3 separate regions of the Mus musculus genome follow, and regions 1 and 2 are each linked to region 3. Evidence: chromatin contacts called from public ChIA-PET and HiChIP or PLAC-seq data. All regions are on one chromosome and are shown on one strand. The core of a region is the stretch at or near the end of the contact, and the rest is flanking DNA. Distances in the headings are between cores, read along the strand shown.

The links. HiChIP or PLAC-seq counts read pairs in DNA pulled down with a chosen protein or histone mark. ChIA-PET counts read pairs in DNA pulled down with a chosen protein or histone mark.
Region 1: a contact with region 3 is called in an RNA polymerase II ChIA-PET map of effector CD8 T cells, with 48 read pairs. The contact joins the promoter of Gpr171 here to the enhancer-like site in region 3. A contact is called at or near these places in 1 of 39 promoter capture datasets (neutrophils), 1 of 15 datasets of contacts at CTCF or cohesin (the NIH/3T3 cell line), 2 of 484 Hi-C or Micro-C datasets (cortical neurons and embryonic stem cells), 3 of 115 datasets of contacts at active chromatin or transcription factors (CD8 T cells, effector CD8 T cells and memory CD8 T cells) and 1 of 9 other capture datasets (pancreatic islet).
Region 2: a CTCF HiChIP or PLAC-seq map of the NIH/3T3 cell line shows a contact between it and region 3, with 12 read pairs. The contact joins the promoter of P2ry14 here to the enhancer-like site in region 3. A contact is called at or near these places in 5 of 39 promoter capture datasets (the 3T3-L1 cell line, 3T3-L1-derived adipocytes, the HPC-7 cell line and 2 more), 2 of 15 datasets of contacts at CTCF or cohesin (CD8 T cells and the NIH/3T3 cell line), 3 of 484 Hi-C or Micro-C datasets (cortical neurons, embryonic fibroblasts and embryonic stem cells), 5 of 115 datasets of contacts at active chromatin or transcription factors (CD8 T cells, bone marrow-derived macrophages, effector CD8 T cells and 2 more) and 1 of 9 other capture datasets (embryonic stem cells).

Annotation. Positions count from the first base shown.
Region 1 is chr3:59,100,222-59,103,196 of GRCm38.p6, reverse strand. It overlaps Gpr171 (G protein-coupled receptor 171), which reads left to right and starts at 1,376. Exons shown (of 2, transcript NM_173398.3): 1 at 1,376-1,610. The region is part of intron 15 of Med12l (mediator complex subunit 12-like); the gene reads right to left.
Region 2 is chr3:59,129,140-59,132,207 of GRCm38.p6, reverse strand. P2ry14 (purinergic receptor P2Y, G-protein coupled, 14) reads left to right here and starts at 1,446. Exons shown (of 2, transcript NM_001287124.1): 1 at 1,446-1,714. The coding sequence starts at 1,712. All of the region lies in intron 15 of Med12l (mediator complex subunit 12-like), which reads right to left.
Region 3 is chr3:59,294,731-59,297,581 of GRCm38.p6, reverse strand. Med12l (mediator complex subunit 12-like) reads right to left here. Exons shown (of 44, transcript NM_177855.3): 40 at 1,348-1,577. Among named protein-coding and RNA genes, the nearest start is that of P2ry12, 33 kb to the right of the region's middle. Within about 2 kb of position 1,506, at least 70 of the 459 cell types and tissues checked have an H3K27ac peak or open chromatin away from gene starts, as enhancers often do. A contact at or near this core is called in CD8 T cells, the NIH/3T3 cell line, effector CD8 T cells and 2 more, where this site is marked.

The DNA.
Region 1 (2,975 bases), core at 127-2,626, 190 kb after region 3:
AGCTGGGCTCCATTTAAACACCACTTAAATTGTTTTTATTGTAGGAGAATAATCATGTGATATAAGGTACAAGTTGCTAAATAAATGCCCCAACTTATCAAGCTGTTTATGTCAAGACGAGAAATACTTTCTGATTGTTTTCAGTCTCATAACATGGAAAGCAGGTGACATGTGTTCCTTAACACTTAGAAGTGTAATATTAGGATTATGTGTATGTGAGTGTGAATATGTGTGTGTCATGGTACACAAGTGCCAGTCAAAGGCCAAGTTCATACAGTGAGTCTCTCCTCTCGCTCCCCACGCTCTAGGGATTGAATTTGGTTTATCAGACTTGTATGGCAAGTGCTCTAACCTGCTGTGCCACCTCCCCGGATTACATGTAGCATATCTGTGAAGGAAAATCTCTAATCACCTGTACAGTCACATTTATGTGGTTCATGTAAACGCAGAAATAAAGCTTAAATCCATAAACCAAGAAAGGGAACAGCGGTTATCTCTCTGTTCTTCTAACGGTGTTCTTTTATTTTATTTCAAGATTTTGTTTCTAAACTGGAGCTGTCAAGCTGGCTCAACGGATTGAAACGTGCTGGCCACCATGCCTGACAACTTGAGTATAACCCTGTATGGTGGAAGGGGAACCGATTCCTCAGTGCTGTCATATGAACTCCACAAACACGCTCTGACACACATGTACCTCACATGCATACATACAAAATAATAAATGTAGAAAAATGTTTTTCTATCATGAACAACAAAAAGGTAACTATACCATACCAGACTCTATACGGTGTTAATTTCCAGATGGCCTCACAAGATAGCCTAGACTGGTTTTACATTCACCATGGAGCCCAGGCTGCCTCAGATTTGTGGCTATCACCCTGACTCAGCCTCCCAAATGCTGGGGCTACAGGTGTCTGCCAGCCACAATGTGGTTGTGTTATTTTTCAATCAACAAATACCTTAAATAAATACAAGCTGCAACAATATTACTTAATAATTGTACCTCTGAAGTACTGATATCAGTAACTAAAAAACTATCTGCTTAGGTACCTTACTGTCTTTAATTCATAAACTCAATACCAGTTTCAAGAGTTTAACACTATTTTTTTAAAAAACTATTATGAAACAGAACAGTATGTGGTACTTTTACTTTAAAAAAAAAAAAGATACATGAGGCAAGACGTTATCATGGATAATTTAAAATTCTTTTTCCTAAAACAGTAACTGACAAATTTGAGTTACTTAGACAGATGAAATTGTTTTCTTACAAAAACTTCCTCAGGAGACTTTCATACAGTTTAGACCATTTGCAAACCACAGTTTCATCTACGTCAATCTCTAGCATTTTAAAACCACACAAGAAGGAAAGGAAATTCTTAGTTCAGCAGGCGACCCTGCAAAATGGAACTGCTGTCACTGTGGGTAACTAAATAGCTCCTGATTCTCTGAAGACCTGGACCTGGGCCTACTCAGGCCAGAGAAGACAGCCAGGACCCAGGCCTTCTCAGGCCAGAGACGACACAGCCAGGTACAACCTGGACCCAGGCCTGCTTAGGCCAGAAAAGACAGCCAGGACCCTGGCCTTCTCAGGCCAGAGAAGACACAGCCAGGTACGTCCTTTTCAATGAGCTCATTCCATTTTTTTTCCTCATAGAAACCAATGTCAGGATTTTCAGTGTTGCAAGAGAAAGAGTCAAAAGTCCCAAGGCTTTGGAGTGGTAGGGCAACCACTATTAAACAAACTGTAATTAGATCTGATCTGTGGGCTTCTAACAGCACTTCCTGCTTTCTTTGGTCTCATCTGTCTTTTAAAAACTACAGTTCAAATTAGACTAATAACTCAGGCAAGGGTAACGAGCTACTGTTTTCTAGCTAGATTGATGATAAGCAAGGCCATGTTATATCTCCCCAGTAGATCTTAACCAGACTTTCCTCTACCAGTCCGACATTAGCAAATTTCAAAACATGTCAAAAATGACTCCCATGGAAAACCTTCTAAGTTTTCATTTAGTTTAGTTAAGTTTTACACCCCAAGGAATAAGCAATCTATGAGAAAGGACCATAGAGATATTTAAAGTCTGTTCTTCATTTTGCTGGAGTACTGCCAAGCACACCTACTTTGTATGGATATTGTTGTCACAATGTTTATCAAGCTCTTAGATTTCAGATTTATGACAGAGAGCATGGGATGCTACTATAGTACAATTTTGCCTCTCATCAATATATGCAAGGTTTTGAGGAACTATTTTTCCTGGCGTTCTAGACACAATTTAATAAAAGCAAGTGCAGAGCACTCAAACTCTTCCGCATTACTGAATGAGTGGTTACACTGTAACCCACTGTAAGTTACTCCACTCTGCAACAGATGGTCAGTTCTAATTACAGAGAATGCCAATCTTGACAAGCTATTATAATATTTTTCTTTACTATAATCTGTACCAATAAAATGAGAGTTTGCCATATAATTATTCAGGCAATCCAGCACTCACAGAAACAAATAACTATTTTACTGACACTATATAACATCTGAAACGCCTATAAGGAAGTCAGAGAAGCCTGAAGTGGCATTCAGACATGAAGGGTCTCCTTCAGGCCCACAGGTCAATAGACAAGACTCAGAAAAACAGAGAAGGGTAAAGGCTACAGAAATCCAGAGCACTTTGCAGCCTCAATTGATTTGAGAACTGGTAAATAGTCATTGATAAAGAACATATCTAACATTAAAGTGCCACGCTTCTAAAATTCTACCACATGCTTAAGTGGACTGAAGATTAGAATAACCACCCAACAGGACACAAAAAAAAAATGTCTTTCTTTAAACAAAAATGTGTAGTCAACAAACATAAATGGTAAGTGCTTTACAATTTTCATTAAGGTTAGTACAGAATAACAATATCCGTGGACCCCAAGTACCCTGAGACTTCGGGGGGAAAGGGAAGAGCTTGTAACCTCTAATATACTTAAGTTCACACCTT
Region 2 (3,068 bases), core at 197-2,696, 170 kb after region 3:
AAATAGATTACAAGGTAGAAGGGAAGTGAAGACAGCACACAGGAACTATTTTCTAATGCATCTGCAAAGGATGCTAGAAGAACAGTTTGATAGTTGCTTAGGAGATACGAGACAGTTTGAGGAACTTTTACTTTTGATTCGGTAAGACAGAGTTGGGCGGGAGGGGAAAATGGTGAGACCAAAAAAAAAAGAGAGAGAAATCTAAGAAAGACCAGAGAAAATGCTCCAGGTCCAGTGCTGGGTGGAAGCATTCAAAGTTGGCTTAAGCACATGGAGGAACCTCGGCATAATGGTACAGAGAGATGGTGTGGTATTGTGTTAATCCAGAGTACAACTGGAGAGCAAAAAAAAAAAAAAAAAAAAAAATCCATGGGAACAATTTGTTAAATACTCAGAAACAGGTCAGTTAGCAAACCAACATGGAAATAGTGCTATCCAAAATCAGACCGGAGTTGTGCTGATAAACTGGAGAAAGGTCGGAAGTCCCTACGCACCACTAAAGGATGGTGCAGACTGGGCACAATTAGCATCCCACAAGGACAGGGCATGTGTGTCCCAAAGAGGGGGCTGGCATCTTTTGAACCACTCTCTGCTCATCTGTTGCTGCATTGCCAGTACAGGGCAAGGCTCCTGTGGACACCCACACAGGTGTGCTTTACTCTCAGATAAATGTTCAGTTTTCCAGAAAAAATAAAGCAAAGGGGAGTGGGGGAACCTTAGCTAGTTAAAACCATGTGAATCAAAACTTTAAAATGAATCCAAACAGAGAACACTGTAGCTATTATTACTACAGCTTCACACAAAAGGTCATGGCTAGACATGGGAACAATCCATCCTCCTGCCGGCTGGGTTCCTCTCCCTCTTCACACACCCCTTCATGCTGTTTACCCTTGATCAGGCCTTGACAATCTGTAACCCTTAGCAAATCTACATCAGCTCCAACTTATATAAGCACAAACTAGAGCCGGCCTCCAAAAGCTGGTGGAAATCTGTACTGCTGGATGCTCAGGAATTTGGCGAGCCATCAACATTTCAGAGGGTACTTTAAATGTTTTGGTTTGAGCCCTAATGCAGCACTTCCCGCTTGTCAACATGAACAGCCCAAGCTAAAAAGCAAAGTACATTTCCCTCAGTACCAGTCAGATGTTATACTAAGTCGCTGAACCAATCTTACCTACAGGGACTGTGGAGGCCAGAAGAATTGGTAAGTAGGAAAATTCCATCCAGTTCAGGGTAGAGTCAAAGACTACAGGTAATCCCAAAGTAAGATGGCTTTCTGCACTTTGAGTCTCCGAAATTGTTCCTATGTGATGAATGGAACACTGGATTTATAGGTGAGACTGGACTTTCCCTACGTTCAGCAAGGTAATGAAGCATGATTTTCTTCTGTGGGCTCACGGACTAGGAATTGGGAGTTCCTCTTTTAAGCAAGCTCTCAGGCTGATGCAGAATAGCAGTGTGCAGTAGCAGAGATGGGGTTAAAAGGAGTTATCTGATCCTGTGAAGGGGACAAGTGCAGCTGGGTTATGACGCAACCCTCGGAGCAAAGGCAGCTCAATAACTAAAATGCTTAGGAAAGAAAACAAATACAGAGCATGAAGGCCGCCACCCCAGCAGAGCTGAAGCCAGACGTGAAGGAGTTCATGTAAGGGAGTCCCTGCTGTCCTCCAGACACACTGATGCCTGGGCTACGGATGGGGACGGGGACGCAATGGTAAGTCACACTCTAATTTCAAAAGAGAGAAAGAGGAATCAGAGTGGCCTCCTGGTGCTTGTGTCTTAGGGTTTATATTTTCATTTCCTTGATCCTTAAGTTCTGATTTCTTCCTCTAAGGCTTAAAAAAAAATACGTAAAGAGTGGTTTTAGTTTCAATTCACGAGTGGCGAGGATGAAGAAGATACTTACAAAGTTCCATCTATAGTCTACTTTTCTGTAAATTGTAAAGTAACTTAAATGAAGCCTGACTAACATTTTTGTAACCTAAAATATACTTATGGTAAGCTCTAGTTTATTTATTCAACCACCTAAAGATTGATAGGTTAAAAAAAAAAACCTCATTTGATGGAAAATTTGTAAACTTGCAACTGTAGGGAGAGGTTTTGAGACTCAACCACAGCGTGCCCTCATGCTGAAGGAAGTTTAAAAGAAGTAAATTCAGTATTTACTATATCCTGACAACTTTAAAATATTAGCTAATCACAAGAAATTGTTATGGGTTGGGGTATAAAATACCTATGACCACTCTTCCTAAAAATAAAGAAGACCCTTCTCTGCCTTTAGCTCATGTCATGTGCACAAGAGCCAAGAGACACTGTGACAGCATGTCATGATTTTATATGACAGGGAGGATTTCTAGTTAACAGGTCCATGCACTGAGCTCATAGGTTACTGTCCTCCACCTTTAAGACTTGGAACACATGCTGTCAGATCGTCAGGTCACTGGGTGTTCCGAATAGGCAGGGGACACTGGAAAAAAAAATCTCTGTATGTCTCTGTCTTACCAATCTGAAACTGAGTTTAGCAAGTTTCAGAGTCAAGGTGACTTGTCTAATTAAAGGGCAAGACTAGTACTCAGAGAAACCATCCGGCTCCCAATCTATTTCCTTGTCTCTAGCATACAATGACTATGACTAATAAAAAATGTAATTTATGCATGAATAGGAGAGAAATGCAAGACTGTGCAGAACTGGCTAGCCCTTTAGCTGGATGTTTACATAATAAGGGCAGTAATCGAGTTATAGAAAATAGTTAATATTATTGGAGTCCCAAAAAGGGGGGGGGGGGCGAAGCAAGCTTGCAGATAGACAGCTAAATCTTGATATGCTGAGATCCTGAATAACATTATTTGTTTGGGTTTTTAACTTTTTAACCCGCTTCACCTCTGTCCTAGTACCTATTTAAGCAAATAGATATCAACAATTAAAAAAAAAAAAAACCCCTAAGGCTTATATATCTTGCCCATAGCAGCTGTTCAATAAAAATTTACTTCTTTTCCCATCCTCTGCACTAGTAACTCAGTAAATGAGAGGCAGTACTGCCAGAGCGAAATCAGCACAAAATTACTCAA
Region 3 (2,851 bases), core at 257-2,756:
AGCAATCATATAGAAATTACTTTAAAAAAAAAAATCAAATTCGCTGTTAGCAGTAAGTGAAAATAATTTAATATTTACTTCTGGAAGACTGGGAGTAGAATGGCTGAACAGTCGTATTTCATTACTTCTCGAGTATCACTGTGAGTTAGCAGTTTTATTCTCTAACTTTAAAAATGAAGCAGTGGACATAGAGAAATAACTAAGGTCATCCAGAAAAAAAAAATGACACAGGTGGGATTTGAACCCAGATTTTTTTTTTTTAGCACTTAAGCTCAAGTTACTGAGCTCTGCTCTGCTACTACTTATAAAACATGGTGAGCAAAATGCATGTTTTACAAATTATTTCCCACAAATCCCACCGACCTCCCTAACTTTCAGAGAGTTATTATCCTCAGCAGACATGTAGCTGGTCATTGATGGTAACGCATGGGAGCTAAGCTGCTATCCACTGTACAATGTAGTCTATATGATTACAAACCTAATTCTTCTGGACTATATTATCTAATGAGATTGTATATTTTGATAAGCAATAATGATTCCTATCTGTGCCATCCAATGAAATGGCCTCTAGCCACTAGGACTAGTTAGTTATCAGGGTTTAGAAATAAACAAAACTGCAAGGCTCCTTGGTCAAAGCTACAGAATTTCACAAGATAGCTGAGCATCCTGCCAGGTCTTCACGTCACTGCATATGTCACATGAACCTCAAATCTAGCCATGCTGGCCAGAGCTGGCTAAAGTGCACTTAAAAGGTGACTAATGTGTCTGCAGAAATAAATGTTAAATCAGATTTAATTCATTTAAATTTAGCCATGTATGGATAGCGACTACGACAATAAGCAGTACTGACACACCCTAGGAGGAAGGGGTGTGATTAAAACAAGAACCAGAAGAGTCGGCCATGAGTCATCTCTGAGGTGGGAAAAATAAAAACTAAGTCATAACAAAACTTTGCAAAGCACCATGTACAATTAGCTCTACAACAGAAACTGGCTTGATCAACAAATCCTAGTAAGGCGCTGCTAACCATGATCGATAGTTTTCTCAGATACTTTTAATAAAAAAAAAAAATCCTTTTGGGGAGGAAAAAAGCAGAAAAGAAAACACATGGGTAACATCTGAAAAACTTTACATAGCACACATGGAAGAAGTGAGTCAAAACCACAGCATTCTTCAATGAAAGAATTTGGAACCTCTACTGCACGCTGGTTAAAAAAAAAATGAGATGTCAGGACTCAAGTAGAGGAGCTCAAAAACCATTACGGTATCAAACGCTTGGAAGGAGCGAGCTTAACAATCCCAAGGCCGAGAGGGTTTTACTATCGCAATTACTTCAACAGGTATCACCTCTGAGAGCCAGCTACGGGCTGCAGGTACGGGGAGGCCTGCTGCTGCACGTAGCCACTTGGCTGCTGCTGAAGCTGCCGGAGTCTTTCCATCAGCGCTGGGCTGGAATGTGCAGCCGGATAGGCCCTGGAGTTGTAGCTGGGGGAAAGGACCACGCCACCAGGCTGCTGCTGAGCTGCCTGTTGCAAAGGCATCTGTGTTCCATACATTGTGTAGCCCTGGGGCATGGTCTGCAGGAAGGCACAAAGGAAAATGTCAGTGCTCCAGTTAGCACCCATATTCCCATCACTAAGAAACACGGGGCAAAAATAAGCCCAGGAGGTCCAACCTGAAACTCACTGCTCTCACAAGGCTGGGATGACTCAACATATGAGGATGGCTACTCTTGCAGGCGAGAAGTCTAACCAGACACTTAGAGAATAGACTGGCTGGATAATGAATCCACAGAAGTCTCTAGTTCAAAATAATTGGATATTCATTTGCTTTCTAAGTTGAGCTGTCTATTTCATGGGCTAGGAAGGGCAGCATTCTGCATAGAAATAATCAGCGAAGTATCCACACACTCCATGCCTAGATTCAACAAAATCGAAACAATATCAGAATCATCTCCAAAGTGGGACAAGCAAGGGAGGGGCCGTGCCCAGTGAACATCAACTGACGGGGTATACTTTCCCATTCGTACAAGAACCTATTTCTCTAAACCTTGATGCCTTATGTAAAAGACAAACATGGAGTTTTCTGGATCACAAGATAACAATTCTCTGAACAAAATGCTGCCTGTTCTCTGGATCCCCAAAACACCACATATTAAAGCAGTGTAAGAACTCTGACTCTGGAGACAAGAGTGATACACACTAAATGGCAGAAGTGGCCTACAGGAACCCAGACTCGGGACTTACGTAAGACAAACAGGGCACTCCTTTCGGCCATATACATGGAATGAATAGCCAGCCCCAACACAAATCTTATCAAAGTATCGGGTCTTTTTATATAAAAGAAAGAAGTAAGGGTGTAAGGATGCAGAAATAATAAAACTACTAAACAGTTTGGACAAAGGGGGAATAAAGGGCTATTTATTTTATTTTATTTCAAACAGGGTATCTCTATGTAGCCTTGGATATCCTGGAACTCGTTCTGTAGACCAGGCTGGTCTTGAACTCATAGAGATCCACCTGCCTCTGCCTCCCAAGTGCTGGCATTAATTCTATGCAACACTAGTGCCTGACAAAGATCTACATTTTTTAAAGATAAGCACACCCTTTGTTGAGCATTTACTGTGTATGTGACAGTACGCTAATTCCATAGGTTGCCTTGAATCCCACATCTTTCCTCTTGATCTTACAGAAAAGGAAGCTAGACCTCAGAATACCATGCATGTCACACAGCTACAGAGTCAACAACACCTGTACTGCAACCTGACTCAAAGGCCTATTGTCCTGTTCTTCTACCATGATCCCTCATGGAAGTTATCCTTGAATATGAAAATTTCTATAACAAATTATAT